2 separate regions of the Dromaius novaehollandiae genome follow, and region 1 is linked to region 2. Evidence: chromatin contacts called from public Hi-C data. All regions are on one chromosome and are shown on one strand. Each heading gives the region's core, a stretch centred on a gene start, on an enhancer-like site or on the middle of the called end of the contact. The rest is flanking DNA. Distances are from core to core; before and after follow the strand shown.

Region 1 (5,636 bases), core at 543-3,042, 220 kb after region 2:
ACTGCTGTGAACAAACCCCATTATCTCTACTATGCAATATATTGCTTCAACCTATTATTCATTGTTTCCACTGTGACATCAGAATTCAGCATTTATTTCATAACAGCCCGCATAAAAACAAGCTGCTGTGAAATAAATGACTACAGGCAGCTCTAGTATCCTTGAACATAACTCCATCCTTTCATGGCTAACTCAACTGTAGAGGCCCAAAGGGAACAGAGGTGTACCCTTGGTGCCCTCGCCAAGGCTGTGCATAAAGATGTAACGGGACATACTTGAGCGGTTGGCACTGTGTAAGAGCTGGCAGTTGGAGAAGAGACAGGGAGACAGATCAAGAAGCATGCAAGAGCAGCTGGAAATTTCCACACCAACATTTGGTTGACAAGTTTCCCTACAACCATATAACTACCTAGAACTTCTCATCCAAACAGCAGTAACAAGAAAGCTTTTCTTAAAATATATATCATCCATCTCAAGACAGCTGTATAAAGTATTACTGACATAGTCTGGCTCAATAACGTATTAAGTCTAAGGATAACGAGCTAAGCAAGAACATAGATATCAAATAACTATGCACAAAATTAATGTACACTTAAGCAGCTGGGTTACCAGCCTACCAAATCAATGAAACAGAGACATAAATAATAATTACAAATTATTAAAAACAATATGTAGTTAGGTAAGCCTGAATAAGTGTCAAAGTTAAACATGTCAGTGCAAAATTGCTTGGCATCTGAGGATTTGGTAATCCAAATAATTTTCCTGTGCAAAGGAACACTATCATTGCAGAACTACCATAATTTAGGTTACGATCAAAAGATAGGGTTTTAAAACAGTAACACAATGCCAACCGCAAGAGTGCTGCTAGTACCACATTAGCTCCAGGTTCATAACACATTAACATGGGCTAAACTGCAAGGGTCATGGTAGAAAAGAAGCAAACGAACGAAAACTTTTGGATGTTTGTTTGAAGTTCAGTGCCATCATTTACAACAGCTGTTGCACAGATCACATGTGTATCTCAAACAGCAAGTCTTCCACAGAAAAAAAACACACTGAAAATGTACACATATAAAACCCTAGTAACTTTATCTGGATACACTGGTCTCAATCAGTATCACAACCACCAAACCAAAACATGAAAAAATACAAAACCAATCAGGCTGTTGCACTTGCCTTTTGTTACAGTAAGTGATGACTACTTCAATATAAAAGAACCACCTCCCACCTCCTCCAACTGAAACCATATCACAGCAAGGGGTTTTGCCTGGACAAATCACTATACCTGTTTGAAGTCATGCTAAAATTAAGGCAGCTGTAGAAGAATACAGGGGACCAAAAGCATGAAGCACATTGCACAATTCCCACCTAAATGCTGCACAAGTTACCCTGTAGCCTAACTGTCTTCCCAGGAATCCAACTCTTAAGCAATAGCCAAGAGGAAAAAAACAAATCACCTAGAAAAGCTGCTAAGTTAAAGTCTGCCTGAAGCAACCACAGGCCTGAGAGCCTATGAGGGCAGCCATTTCCCCAGACTCATGGCAGATGGGCTCTGTGAGATTTAGCAGGGGTGGTTTCAAAAGGTCACATCCCACAGAGACCTACCTTACTTGCCTGCCAAAAGCTGCCTTACTCCTCATGATGGCAGCAGGTACGAGCGCAGACCAAACCCACAGCTGTTGGTGTTCACATTCATTCCTTGCAGTCCTGACCAGAGTGGGGGTTAGGTAATCAGCCTCAATATTAACTGCTGAGCATGGTATATGGAGCATATGCCTTTTCCCCCTTCCCTGCTGCAGGAAGGGGTGCACATAGCCCAGGCCAGCAAGAGGACTTATACTGACCCTGCTAAACATGAGGGGCCCCACGTAGCACCGACCTCGGCAGGGGTGCACGCTGGGGTCTCCAAAGGCTGTCCCCTCCGGGGATCCCAGGTGCCGGCACACCGCGGGTGAGGGCGGTTTCCACTGACAAACCAACCCACCCGTGGGCACAGCCAGCTGCTCACACCAATTGGCACTAGCTCCTCCAGAGAATAAAGTCCAGCTTCAGCAGCAGAACAAATATGAATTTGAAACCCCCCTCTCAGCCCGGTCTCCATTAGAGGCTTTTAGGCAAACTGAAGGGAAGGCGGCCACAGTCCCCCGTCCTGTACATGGCGGAGCCGCGCGCCGCGGCCGTTAACGGCTCCGCGCGCGCCGCGGCCGTTAACGGCTCCGCGCGCGCCGCGGCCGTTAACGGCTCCGCGCGCGCCGCGGCCGTTAACGGCTCCGCGCGCGCCGCGGCCGTTAACGGCTCCGCGCGCGCCGCGGCCGTTAACGGCTCCGCGCGCGCCGCGGCCGTTAACGGCTCCGCGCGCGCGCCGTCCTCGCGTTTCTCCTCACATGGCGGCGGCGGCGGCGCCCCCTGGCGGCCATTATCGCAGCGGCAGCAGGGCGCCCCAGGGCTTGTTTTTTTTGGTTTGTTTTTTGTTTGTTCGGTTGGTTTTTCTTGGAAGAGGTCAAAATTCAGAAGCAAAAATTTGAAGAAAAAAAAAAAGAAAGAAAGAAAAACGCTGTCCCCCGCCCAGCCCATCATGAGAGAGGATTTTTCAACCACAGATTTTGAAGTGCGTGCCTCTGTATTTAAAAAAACAAAAAACAAAACGGCAGAGGTCGGTGACGCTGTCAGCTGGCGTCTGTGCCTGTGGCCTGCCTTGCCACCCATGCTGGCAAGGCCTGGCGTCCCCCTTGACCCTTCATGCTCTGCCTGGGACAGCGTCAGCATAGGCGCAAATTAAAGGAAAAATAAAGTTCTCCGAGAAGCCTGGCAAAACACTGCCTACCCCCCCCACCCCGATCCAGTTTAATCAGCCTTCAACATATCTTCACTTGTTAATGTAAGCATATGCCCTTAACACTCCATAGATCAAGATATACTGGATTTGAGAGTCAAATTAAGGATGACTTTCCCCCAATGTTGTTCTTGTAAACAAAATAGATATTTTAAAATATCTAAAACTAATGTAAATGCTTTTTTGTTGTTGTTGTTGTTTTTAATACCAAATACACAGTGTTAACTTTTCATTCTGTATGAAAACCAGAAGATGAAGGGGAATAGAAATTACCTCGTTTTTAGGTTGCAATGGACATTGGTGAACTTATTTCATTGTCCAAACTGAGAAATGCAGAAAGCTGCTGTGCGTCTTAGGAGGGAGGAAAAAAAAAAAAAAGATTTTGAGAACTCTTTCACCAAAAGAAGATGCATGGCTTTGTTCTGCAGTTCATTTCCAATGTAAATCCCACAAAACCAGCAGGATGAATTTTGCATGCCTTCACAATCTCTTCGAGACAGGGGAAAGTACAGGGAGAAGGAGAAATCTGGTATTAAAGCTATGATCATAATGTAAAAACCAAGTTCTTGTTCTTGAAACACAATTTACAGTTTAATCAACCCTGAATAATGTTGTTCTGCAGTTCAACATTTCCTTTTTATCTATGATATCCCACTTGACTTTTCATAGAATGCCTTTAGCTAAGGTTAATATTTGTTGGAGGCAGACATTACTGCATGTCGCTACTCTCCATGCAAAACTGAATAACCCTAACACTTCATCAGATAAATGGAAAACACAGAGGAAAGTAAAAGAAAACATAGATCCAATCAGTGGTGGTAGATAGGAAAAGCATTTATAAATAAGACTATTTTTGCTTGCAGATAAACAGTGAGGAGTATCCAATACAAATACACCAATATAGTGTTTGTTTAGGGGCAGATTTCTTACAGTTTAGAACTTCTGGCAAATTTGAAGTTTTCTTCCCTCCCGCCCTCCCTCCTCCCACTCCCCCATAACTATACACACTTTTATTGATGTGCTACTATGAATTATCTCTGTAGGGCTCTCACTGAGATTTACACATCCTGGAGCAGACCTACAGGAGTGATTAAAGCCATTAACGAAGATATTAGTGGCTACAAACCGGTGAAGGGAGGATGTATCACCTCATAAAATAGATGATGCAAAATGGGATTGCCAGGTGCTCACATCCACTTTTAGCCCTTTGCATGCATGTAAGTGGTGGTAAGACCTACCAAAATGCTGACCAAACGAATGGCTGAGTATGCTAAACACCTGCCTTTACCTAGCAGGAATGGGAGCATTCATTATAGAAACATTAAAAAAAAAAGAAATACATACACTGGAAAAGATTTCAGCCAAAAGCTATTAGGGACTGCCCACAGGCATGTTATGAAACTATGCTAGTTACTCATTCCAGCCCAGCTGCCAGCCACTTCCAGCTTCTCTGTTTTATGCACTTCCTGAATTTCTTGCTGATAACAAGAAATTATCATTTTAGTAAGACAGCAAAAAGATCCTCTGCAGAGCGCTATCCTTTAAACATCAGATCTGTGGGATAAGGATCTGTCTCATCCAGGGTTTAGCCTGGATTGCTCACCTTGGCCACTGGACAGAGCAGTTGTGGGTGTATGCTGCCTCTTGAAGTTGGAAACAGAAAATAAAGCAGCTCATGTAAGTCTAGAATTTATTTAGCTGATTGTAAGGAGGATGTTAATCTCCACTCAGTGACCTAAGATGATACATATTTTTCAGAGAGGACTGTCTCTTGCCACTGCTGCAATGGTTTTAAATTTGACATTGAGTTGCAATGAGCTCAAACGGTGTATGGCTCATCACATCACACAGATGTTTTAACTTTGACAAAGGTAAGAAAAGGAATTGTTTCAGATGTAAGCATCCCTAAATAATAACAAAGCAGACAACCAGCTGCTATTTATGAATGTGTGTGTCTTGCCAGTATGCACACTCGAAATAATGGCTACAAAATGGAGCTCCTGAGTGGGCAAGGACCATGGAAATTCATTTCTGCAGGGGAAGAAACCTTTCCATACCCAGGGTTTATGGTATTTGGATTTTGGCTAATTCACTTTCTCTATAGAGAAATGAAAGCATTATCTCACTCATTTAAATATATACATAACCAATGAAACATAAAAATACATAACTGACTAGTTGATACAATTTTAAGGAATTTCCATCTTCATCTGTTGTGAAGGTCTTCTACAGTAGCTCAACCATATTTGCCAAGAAAAGATACACAGCAACTGGATTTTCATCAAACAGCTATGAAATACCTCGGCTATGTCATCTCCATGGAAAGAGTAAGCATAGGCCCAAAGAAAGGATATTGTGTCAAGAAATGAGTGACTCTAAGGAGTTTTCATGTTCAGTGCTTCTGCAAGTTTGCCAAATTTATGCAGGTGCTTGGCCAAAGTTTTTCAGAAATAATGCCCCTGATTCTAAGTGATGTGGAAAAACGTGTTCATTTAAATACAGGAAGTCCAGTTTGTCCTTGGTCAACTCGAAGGGTATTATTACGGCACCTATTCTGATGTCCCCGAAAAAAATACGGCCATGAAGCTGGATATGCCAAACTACACAAACAGAGCTGTACTTGTACAATGGTAGGTGTTCCAGAAATAACTCCAACCATGCACAATACAGTTCTTTACACATCCCATTTGTACCGCAGCAGTAGATCAACAATAAGAAACTTCTGGACCTCATCTGGCTGTCCTCTTTACATAACCTGCCAGCCTGAATGAGCAAATCCAGCTCGCAAACAAGAATAATAGTA
Region 2 (5,491 bases), core at 783-3,282:
TAATGCTGTTCTCTCTGTGTGACTTGCATTTGTCGTATCCCAATACAGATGCTTTGGCAGCCATATTATCTTCACGTATTGCAATGCTAGTCCTGCCCTGCAGAAGTGATTAGATGGCTGACATGGGAGCAAGGCACTAGCCCAGAGCTGAGTTCAGCTCCGGGACCGTGTGCTTCTGTGCTCAGTCACTGACACAAGGGCTGTTGCAGCCTGGTGCTAGACCTGTGCTACAGGATCTATCAAACACAGTGTGCTCTTGTCCTATTCTGGCTCTTACCAAGTAAGCCTTCTTGCCAGCCAGAGCTGTCCCTTTCTATACACTCAGAGAAGATTCACAAAGGGCTCCTAGGGCTACCTCTCCTTCCCCCTTCTCATTACATCAGCTGAAATGGACCTTCTTTTTTACAGAGGCAATAAGGCTTGTGCTCTGCACTGTCCTCTAGAGGAGCCTCTAACCCCACTGATAGTATGAGGAGCCCTGACAAATTAGCTGCACTTAACTAAAGCCAGCCTTTGAATACTTATCTTCCAGGCATTGCCTTTCATACCATGCATCACAGTGTTATTTGCCTAGCAGCAGCCTGATCAATTTGATTAAATAACCCACCAAGAGATGCTAAGGTCTGATGTTTACAACTTGCTGCTGCATTTCTGAACTTTCAGTAGGTTAAGGTCATTCACGTGTTTATATTGCACATATAAACTATCCAGTAACAAAACACAAACAAGAATCCTTTGTAATAGGTTAGTGTGGCATTAATCTGTCCACTTCCTAGCTGTGTCCTACTAGACATTTTGTCAGGCTATGCCAAGAACATAGTTCTTTGCTGTCTTTTCATTTCCTCATCTTTAAAAGAAATAAAAGGCAGCTGTTGGATGTACACATAAGGGTATCATCCAAGTAAACTTTTGCATTTAACTCAAGTTTTGTTATTAAACATCAGCCTAGTTTATTTTCCATTTTTCCAAGTGAGACAAATGCACTTCAATACATGCACCAGTTCAAGACATATAAGCAAACCCCATGCTGATAATTTAGATACATTCTTATCACTGCAGGCTGTCATCGCTTGCTGTTTTAAAAAAAATCTGATATTTCAGTCAGAGCACAGTCTTTCCTAGCAAAGACTACCATCACCTGCAAGATTTTCAGTAGCACTATTAATGCTTCTTGTTATTCCTCCTCTGGATCTTCCTTAGCAGTAATTAAGTAATGTGCTTGCCACAGAGGACTTCATGCATGCTTGTAGATAGTGCTGGGAAAATGACAGCAATCTCTAAGGTTAGCAAGGGACTAAAAATAGATTGCAATATCTGGTGAGATTAAATAAGCTGCACTGCTCTAGAGAAGCCTGGGGGTTAGCACCTGTGTCATGTTAGTTATGCCTGAAAAGCTTAATGCCCATCCAGGTCCAGAGGTGGAAGAAGACATAAACGGGTATGGTGACAGGGAGAAGGAGGCTGTAGAAGCACAGGCTGCTGGTGCTGGCGCAGCCTTGCGGGAAGGTCTCATCCACGCTGGCCGAGTAGAAGAGGCCTGCCAGGGAGAGGAGGGGAACGAGCACGGTGAGGGTGGGCAGTGAGGGAAGCATGTTGCCCCGCTGGCCCTCAGGGCTGCTCCATGCCCTCGGCCACCGGCCTGGCCTTGGGCTCGGCCCGGGTTTTCCTCGCTGCCTCCGGGATCATGGTGGGGATGCCGTCGACGACGGGGTAGGCGATGCCCAGCTCCTCGTTAATGAGCTCGTTAGTGGACTCCTCGTACCTGCGCAAGCGATGCAAGACAAGAAACCTCAGCGGCCGTGAGGTGCCCGGCCCTGCCCTCGGCGCCCGCCCCGGGCCCCGGCAGCCGCGCCGCTCACCTCAGCGGCCGCTTGGAGAGCGGGCACACCAGGAAGCGCAGCAGCGACGGCTCCAGCGGCTGCGGCCGCGCCGGGCTGTGTCCCGCCGCGCCGTCGCCGCTCGCCGCCCGCCGTAGCAGCAGCGCCGCCGGCCGCCCGCCGCGCAACATGGCTGCCGCGCCGCTTCCGGTGCGGCCGCCCAGGCGGCCCGGGCTCCGCTGCGGCGCGCGCGGAGGTTCCGCCGCTCGGCGGGGCCGCGCCGCCCCCGGCTACAAGTGTCCGGGTGCCCGCAGGTGACCTTCGTGGGCGAGGAGGGGATCGACGAAGGGGCGCTGTCCCAGGAGCTCTTCAGCGTCGCCGCCAGGGCCCTCTGCCAGCCCAAAGGCGGGGCCTTCCGCCACTTCGCCTCCCACCTCGTCTGGTTCCCCAGACAGGTAAGGGCGGCCCCCCTTAGCCCTTGCTCGTTGCCCCGCAGCCGTCGCGGAGGCAGCGGGCGACGTCTTCCCTTGTCTTGTTTTCTTTAACTAGGTGTCCAGCCGTGGTAATACCTTTTTCCTGATCGGGACCCTGTTCGGAATGGCCCTGTTCAACAAGTGCCTAGCCCCCTTTCCCTTCCCCCGAGCGCTCTACAAAAAGATGCTCCAGGTGGCGCCCACGCTGGAAGACCTGAAGGAGCTGATGCCTTCAGAAGGCAGGTACGGCCGCCGAACTGCCTCAGCCTCTGCTCTGAAATTACAGCCGAGGCGGGTTTCCTAACCCTGTGGCGTGCGCAGAAATCACAAAAACTGCACCGCTGTCCTAAACTGTTGTCCTGGCCCACATATCACAAAACTTCTCAGTCCCCTAAAGCCCAGCTTTCCAAGCAAGGTCTATAAACAACAAATGAGATGAGACCCTCCAGCCAGTGACCATGTTGAAGTGCAAAAAGGACTTCAGGAGATGAAACCAGAGGTTGCTTGCCTGAAGAGCTTTGAGAGTCACTGCACTACAAAATAGTTCTCCTAAATCATCCCATTGGTCCACATATAATTCTTTCCTAGATCATCTTTGGAAGTTTAAAGCTGCTGTCCAAGCCCACTTGCCATTGGACTTGCTGTGTAAAGTTATCCCCACAGGGAGTGGGAATGGACTTGCCTGAAATCCTTCGCAGTCAAGGCGCCTGCCCTGAGGTCATGGCAGCAGTGGGGCATAAGTATAGAGGTCAATTTAGGGCTATACATGATGGTGCTGTGTGAATACAAGTGTTCTGTGTGTGTATGCATTTAAATAGTGCTTGCCAAAGAATGGTTTTGCAGCACAATTTGAATGGGGGTTGAATGGTCTTTGAAGTATGTTTCTTCTCTCTTTTTTCCCTTTTTCTGTTAAAAGGAGTCTTCAGGAAATTTTGGATGAAGAACGTGACGATATCTTTGAGAGCCTGGACATGGACTTCACGGTAAGACATTATCAAGCCATTCAGACATGCTATGCGTTTACTTAGGCAAATCAGTATCGATATGAAAACAGCACAACTGATCTGTAAACTCATGCAGTACGAGTGCTGTGTCAGGCCCCGCAAAAAGGAAGAATGATAGATATAGCTCAGCTGGCAATGCTTTGATTTACTCGTGTAGATAACGGAAGAAGAAGGAAGCTCCACGGCTGTCATTGAACTTAAAAAAGATGGTACCAACATTCCTGTCACTAAGCATAACAGGTAGGCTTTATTTTTTTTATCCTGTTGTCTTTCATGAATATAGGAAATATCATACCTCTGTCTATCCCCATAGCCTTTTGGAAGTGTTTGGCATTCTGTTATAGGACAGGAGTAGGTTTCTCCCCTTTAGCTTTGAGCTGCAAGAATTTAGCGTTCCCATGGTTTTTTACTTGTGTCCTCCCTGCTAGAAATCTGTGCACCTGCTGTGCAAAGCATTTGCATGGTGACTGATACTCTTAGAAAGTGCTGAGCATCTGTGTTGTGTTACATACATGGGATGTATATTGCATATAACAGAAGGGGAGAAATCTATCAATAAGACATTGTGTCAGCATTTAACCCCCAACACAGGGGGACAGAGAGAAATTCTATGTCTTGAGTTATGCAGTTGGTCTGAGAACCCGTATGGATCTATGAAGGGGCTGTTCAGAAAGCTTAAAGTATACCATTTACATTGGGTTGATTGTACAGAAGTGCAGTGTCACCAAATGATTCCCCATCATGAATAGAGAGAAGTGAAATTGTACTGATTAGTAGCTGCGTGAATAATTCTTTTGATTCCAGGATAATTCTTTGGCTTTCAAAATGAGTTTCGCTGGATTTACACCATTTTTGTCTGCTGGGTTCTGTCATAATAGTGGAATGACAGATACGAAGTATGAGGAATATTACCAAAATGAATCCATCTTGGCCAGCATTCTCTTTTATTTGCGATGATCTTACCAGCTTAATTCGGTGAATGAACAGTTGCCAATGATGACTGTTGTCAGTAAAGACAATGTAAAGCAGGTCTTAATGTGCAGCACATGCCCCTGGCCATGTCCAAGGAATAAAGTTCTATATATTTCTTCTTTTAAAAACATCATCTCTAACATTGCCTGTTTGAATCAAAATATCTTTGCAGGAAGGAGTTTGCTGACTTGTATGTGAATTATGTGTTCAATGAATCCATACAGAAGCCATTTGAGGACTTTATGCAAGGGTTTTTAAGAGGCTGCCCAGCTAAAAAGTGGAAGATGTTTCTCCCTGTAGAGCTCCAGACTGTTTTCGAAGGATACGCAAAATATGACTGGCATCGGCTGGAAAAGGTATTGGATACAAGCAGAGTGTATCTCTGCTCTATTTGCTGAGCATAAACTCTTTCTGTCCTGTTCTTTTGTTGATTGCATATGTCATAAACACCAAAACAGGGCTCAAGGGACTCTCTTTTTTTTTTCCCACTTGTCTCATTTTTTTGAATCTACTTCTTATCTACACCAGCTACAAAAGTAAAAGTGAATAAAATTCAAATAATAGTTCAAGGATTGTCATATAAATCTTTAAAAAACAAACAAACAAGCAGATTCTAGAGAATAAGAGGATTTGAACATCTATGAAGAGGATTATAAAATATATTGGGTAAAATGTTGTTGCTTTAAATGAAAAAGGATTAACTGGCCAGTTTTATTCTCTTCAACAGTGTGTGAAGTACGTGGGTTATAAAAAGTCAGATCAAACCATCAAGGATTTTTGGACTGTGTTTCACGAACTCCCAGAAGAAAAAAAGAAAATGTTTCTTGGTAATATATCGGACACTTGAAACTGTTTTCTCGCCCTTTCTCTTCCCCAAAACACACATTTTAGATGCTTACACATGAAAAATACTGTCATTCCAAATGGCTTTTAGCCATGTCTTTCCCCCCATTTTCTAGTGAAAGCCAGAAAGAACTGACCCAGGGGATATGCACAGACTCAGTTTTGACCTCTCTCGAGCCTCACCTGAGTGCACCTGACACACCCATGAACCAAGTGATTATTTTATCACTTACTTCTGTGGATATCAGTTGTTGGTCAGAGGCCTCAGACACCTACCTTGCGTGTGCTGACACAAGCAGTTGAGCTTTTTCAAAGGACTGCAGAATCTAGCCCATCCTTCTTAAATGCAGAAGGTCAAACGTAGCCTGGCTTTTCTTATCCA

Evidence for each region. Hi-C and Micro-C count contacts between places; a contact is called where the count stands out from the background.
Region 1: a contact with region 2 is called in a Hi-C map of brain, with 2.8 times the contacts expected there. The contact joins the promoter of FAM13A here to the promoter of PYURF in region 2. A contact is called at or near these places in 2 of 4 Hi-C or Micro-C datasets (brain and ovary).

Annotation. Positions count from the first base shown.
Region 1 is chr4:13,913,076-13,918,711 of bDroNov1.hap1, forward strand. It overlaps FAM13A (family with sequence similarity 13 member A), which reads right to left and starts at 1,793. Exons shown (of 23, transcript XM_064510460.1): 1 at 1,606-1,793.
Region 2 is chr4:13,689,799-13,695,289 of bDroNov1.hap1, forward strand. PYURF (PIGY upstream open reading frame) reads right to left here and starts at 2,033. Exons shown (of 2, transcript XM_064510454.1): 1 at 1,860-2,033; 2 at 1,470-1,762. The coding sequence starts at 2,008. The coding sequence ends at 1,609. LOC112993886 (E3 ISG15--protein ligase HERC5-like) reads left to right here. Exons shown (of 23, transcript XM_026117871.2): 17 at 2,132-2,272; 18 at 2,367-2,533; 19 at 3,207-3,273; 20 at 3,452-3,534; 21 at 4,439-4,622; 22 at 4,994-5,093.